2 separate regions of the Gasterosteus aculeatus genome follow, and region 2 is linked to region 1. The links are chromatin contacts, called in public Hi-C maps. All regions are on one chromosome and are shown on one strand. Each heading gives the region's core, a stretch centred on a gene start, on an enhancer-like site or on the middle of the called end of the contact. The rest is flanking DNA. Distances are from core to core; before and after follow the strand shown.

Region 1 (2,700 bases), core at 1-2,500:
ACTGTAGGGGTTCAACCTCTGGGAACATTCAAAATTCAGAGGACGTTTGATTAGAAGTATTTATTTGGTGTTTGGGGTATTTTGATGTCGTTATTGTCGTTGTCTAAAAAGTAGGGCAGAATTACAATTATGCAGATGAATTTGTGAGTGTCTGTGATCTACAGAAGCCCGGTTCATTCATCCATCCATCCATCCATCCATTGTCAAACCGCTTATCCTGCACACAGGGTCGCGGGGGGGCTGGAGTCCATCCCAGCCAACTCCGGGCGATACCGGTTCATTCAGAAAAAGGAAAATAAAATACATTTAAAGTCAGTTAAGTTAAAGTAAAAAATGACTAGCTTTACTTACTATTTCATTTTGACCTCAAAACCTTCACTTACCAACTTGTGTTTGATATCTTAAGTTAGCTTAAAATGTAGACTTTTCACCTTGTGTTTTATACACAATCATGATGTACAGACCTTTTTTTAATTTTGCGTCATGACTTTGCAAGTCACTGGCACATTTACGGACAGGACCTCTAAGACTCACTGCGACAAAGTGGGTTAGAACTCATTTGTCCTCATATTTCACTGCGTTCAGCATTTCCTTAGTTACTCATATCACCGTTTGCTGCTTACCATGCGTCCCTGAGTATAGCAGATGATGTGACCAAACCGTCACTCTATTTGTGCACGGGATGACGCCAGTAGTGTTGACATAGGGGTTGGACCACGTAAGCGGGGGGAAGCGAATGGTTTCACCGGGACATGGTGCAAACTAGATCCTGCTTATACAAGGCCCTAAATAAGCAGCATCTGCAATGGGTGGTACAGGAGGTGGGGGACATCATCATGATGGTAGGATCGGTTAATCAAAATGACTGTATCTATGAGTTGTATTCTGTTGTCCTACCACTTCCCAAGCCTCTCTGGTGAGGCTTCACCATGCACGTGTAATACCATTTATTTTTTATTTTTCTATTTCCATGGTTTATAATATATATATATATATATATATATATATATATATATATATATATATATATATAGTTTTTTTATCCCTTCATTCAAGCATAAATTGCACCCACCCTGCCACACATGTATCATAACGTATTCATACCAGTTATTCGCACCAGACCGGAGTGACACGGGAACAATCCTTTAATAAAATTGAATGGACGTGGATGCGTGGCAGCCTGCGCGCTCTCCGCCAATAGGAGGAGTCGGTGCGCGTCGGGGGGGGCGGGTCCTGCGGGCCAGCACTTTAGACTGCGCTCACACAACTTGATACAGAGTAACAGTAAATCAGACCGAGCAGCTCCTGCGGCACCAGCAGCGCAATTGTAGCCCTGTTGCAAGTATTTTTGGCCGCCGACAGCACCGAGTGAGATCACTGCGGGTCTCTTCTCTCGGACAGACTCCAGAGGACCGCTTCCACTCTCGTGTCTGCTTATATCTCAACATTATTCCACAATGGAAATGTCCGAAAACAAGCCGAGTGATGAGCCGAAGTTATCTACGACGGACAGGGTGGTGAAATGTAAGTGTGTTATTCTGTGTTAGTCTTATTTCTGTTGTTGTTGTGGTCGTCGTCCACGCCGCGCTGAAACGAGAGAGCGTTACCGCGGCGAGCTGCCTCTGACCAGCGGGGGCAGAATTGAAGAATTCACGGTCTCAGCGGCGGCGGCAGAAAAAGAAAAAAAAACACAGAAAAAAAAGCAGCCCAGTTTTGTGGCAGCGGGGTAAGAAGGGTGTTAGCCGGGCTGTGACAGCAGCAGTAAACTAGGAAGTGAGGGCAACTCCGCTTTGCAGAACACAGAGGCAATTCCTCTAGAAATGTGTCACATCGTGTGTGTGTGTGTGTGTGCGCGCGTGTGCGTGGGTTTGTGTATACATGCACTCTTTACATTTTTTTTTATTACAGGCTGCGGCGTGCCAGATGCACAATGCACAGCTGTACAGTATGCATGCAGATATTGCACAACCCCTCATTTTGCATCACCAAGCATAGTTTCACTCAAAGCTCTTTGTTGTCTTTTTTTCCTCATCATTGCATAATACTACTAGATGGACGCCTGTGGTTTGCCGTGTGCCATATGAGGAGGTGCTGCCTGCTCTCTGTGCATTTTTATTTTTTTATTTTTTTTACAGGTCAGACATTCCACCTTTTGCAGTCCACCAGTTAGAATGCAGTGGAGATCATTATCCAGGCGACCTATTCCTCAAACAGCACGAGCAATGCTGCCTGTCCAGTTTTCCCGTCCCTTGATCCCTCGTGTCCCCCTCACAAGCACCACTCCACTTAAAGCGTGTCTTAACCCAATTTCTGTTGGCCCACGAGCGCCGGCTGCCGTTGGAACCGAGACTCCTCTTGGTTGGGAGACCACCGCGGAGCCATTCCCCTCCAGAACGGAGATGACAGAATGTGTTTATTTGCGCTGGGCTCGTGGGGCTCCAGCACTAGTTGCAACCATCACCCTCTCCGGCACATCACAACAGGGAGCGTGCAGTGATGGCAGCGTGCGCGAACGCAGCAGGGAGGCCTTGAGTCATTTTCCTGTTCGGGCTAAGTTGCCACGGTTCATCCGCTTGAATTGATTGGATCAATCGGTTGAGCAGTTCACCGGTAATGAGAGATAGGAGAAGGCAATGCTACAGTGTTCAAAGGACCACGTCTGGAGTCATTGGCTATGTTGAAGACGCGCTTGAGCTCCAT
Region 2 (2,700 bases), core at 166-2,665, 38 kb after region 1:
GCAGTTTTCACTTTCACTTTAAAAAAAAAAAAATTTTTAGGCTTCCAGTCCTGAAGGCACTGCAGTGTAGAGGGAGGGAGAAGAGGGGAACAGCGGCCTGTGGTTTGCAACTGCACACTTTGGCGATTGCTTGCGGTTTTGTATGAACGTAATGCTTTGTGCTGCATTATTATTGACTCGCTCTGAAAGCCAACAACTGAACTTGCAGCGCTGTGTCTTTTTTTATTTTTATAAAGGGATCGTTTGGGTTGGATTCAACCCCACACCTGTTAAAATCTTATACAACCACATAAATGTCCAGTTCCTCCCTTGCGTTCCTGACGGGGAGCTGGAAACAGGACTGATGGAGTGGGAACCCAAATGCATTTGTTGATGTTTTTTTTGTTTTTTTGGAGGCTGAAGCTGTGACGGGGTCGGGACGTCCCTCTAGTTCACTCGCAGGTCAAACTGGACATAGTTCGCTTTTGACGCGCTGCTGGAATAAATAGCAGGAAGGAAGCTACGGGTGATGACGCCAACGCGGCAGGGAATTCATTCCCCCTCCTCCCACCCCTACCCCCACCCCCGTCACGGGGAGAAGAGTTTCCCTGGCTCAGATGCCCACCCATCTGTTATCACTCTGGTCATTAGTGGGCTTCCCTTCAGTTTCCTGTAAACATGCGGGATTAAACATGAAATAATAACAACGACACGCCGTACAGGCTCGACTTGGTCCGCATCTGATCTCGGTATAACATGTGGCCAGTTATGGGTCATTGTCGAGTGCAGTGCGTAGGATTGGGCATTGTTGCGATTTCATCAATTATTGCTTATTTACCTGACTCATGGTTCCGTTTCTCTTTGTATATATTCAAATCTAAGGCTTACTTTATTTTGGTCTCCGGCATATCCACATCAACTGAGCAAACACTGGAGAGCAGCATGAGATGTGGTTGAAAGCTCCAGAAAAGGCTATTAAATGGCGTCTGGAGTGCAGATATAAGCATCATTTTGAGGTCCTCATCTACTTGTTGTCATTTCTCAAACAAATCAAGGTTCTTGCACACAAACCAAGTGGTTGTGTGAACATGGGGGGGGGGGGGGGGGGGGGGCTTCACTTTTCCGTGCCACTACAAATAGTCTCATTGGCCGATTATCTCAAAAAGAAGTTAATTTCAGCATTTATTCATCGATCCACCCGACTGCATTCAGCCCCCACCGTCCACGAGTCTGACATGAAATGGAGGGGAGCGCTGAATGTAATGGGCCGAGGAACGCTTGGCCTGGAATAGTAATCCCAGGGAACTTGATACCAGAGGCCTCAGAGACAGATATGCAGTCACCGCGGACAGCGGGAATCTCCCCCTCTCCTCGCAGCCGACTTAACAGTCCTCGTTACCGGGGCAACCGGCTCAAGGCACTCCCTTTTGAATAATGAATGAGCTGGCGCCCCGGGCTCAGTATCCGTGTTACCGTGGCAGCAGGCTTCGGCCTCAGCTACCCCTTGCTCGCCGCCGCCGGAGCAGCAGAGACACCTAGTGGCTGACGCGCGGCGTCGGGACACGCGGCTCCTACGGGTGTCGGGTGTGTCCGTTCCTTTAAAGGGAATCCGATTTGAAGGCAGGAACGGCGGGGGGAGCTGACCTTCTCCCCCCGCCTCTGCCTCTCTTCCAACCTCCGGGCTGCCGTGGCTGCATTCAATCAACCGCTCCGACCATGTTTATGCAGAATGTGATGTTTATGCAAGGCCTGCCCACGCGCTCGCCCCCCACGCACATGCACCACGACCCGCTGCCCCGTCTGAGTGGTGTGTGTGTGTGTGTGTGATTGTGCATGTGTGTCACGGTGTTTTGCCGCTATTGATAATACCAGGACAATAATTACACGGTACATGATGTTCCCTTACAGGAGATTTTTGTGTATGTGTGTGTGTGTTCGTCTGTGCAGCCTGGGATAAGGAGGCGACTGCAGTGGAATGTAATGCTTTGATTGCACAGTTACTGCACTATATGCATTACCATGACGCATTGATTACACACAGACACACACACACACACTGGGGCCAACTCCAGCCCAGCGGGATGCTTTCTGACCCCTTTTGTGTTACGGCCGAGGTGATCGCTGCTCGGGATGCCGGTTTTGATGAGCTATTCTCGACCGAGGCAGGAAAGTCCCCCGTGGTGACCCAGCCGCGGTGTCCGCTTTCCACCCAACCCGGGGCACCCGACTGGCCCCCGCGTACGCATGACAGGCCAGGGCTTCTATATACAGCACAGATATGAATGTATATATGGAGGGTTGCCCTCGTGCTTTCCTCGGTACCCTCGTTCACACCGTGCCTTAATCACGGGTGAGGTCACGCGGGGCCTTCTGTGGTCTGTGTGGCTTCAATGTCCGCGAGGCCTAGAGACCACGTGTTTATGATACGGCACGCTCTAAATATACACTGAACCAGAGAAATACCCAACATGCAACCTGTACCATTTAAAGTCGGCAGGCGGACTGCTTGATTTCGCTTTTGCTGCGTCATTGTGCGAACCCCTTCTGATTTTGAGAGGAGTGTACAAAGGAACCGTCTCATGATGGTAAAAAGCGAGTAGATAGGAGTAAGCGATTGCATCTCATGGTCCCATGTCCGTGTCAGATGGACTGAAAAATGATCATACGGTGTCCGTGACTATTATCCTTGCTGTGTCCGGCTCATCTCTCCTCCTCCTCCTC

Evidence for each region. Hi-C and Micro-C count contacts between places; a contact is called where the count stands out from the background.
Region 2: a Hi-C map of skeletal muscle shows a contact between it and region 1, with 6 times the contacts expected there. The contact joins the enhancer-like site here to the promoter of LOC120821676 in region 1. A contact is called at or near these places in 3 of 6 Hi-C or Micro-C datasets (skeletal muscle and whole body).

What each region holds. Positions count from the first base shown.
Region 1 is chr7:8,199,534-8,202,233 of fGasAcu3.hap1.1, forward strand. LOC120821676 (protein phosphatase 3 catalytic subunit alpha) reads left to right here and starts at 1,251. Exons shown (of 13, transcript XM_040180538.2): 1 at 1,251-1,524. The coding sequence starts at 1,458.
Region 2 is chr7:8,237,721-8,240,420 of fGasAcu3.hap1.1, forward strand. The region is part of intron 8 of LOC120821676 (protein phosphatase 3 catalytic subunit alpha); the gene reads left to right. Among protein-coding and RNA genes, the nearest start is that of LOC120822518, 14 kb to the right of the region's middle. Within about 2 kb of position 1,416, at least 3 of the 9 cell types and tissues checked have open chromatin away from gene starts, as enhancers often do.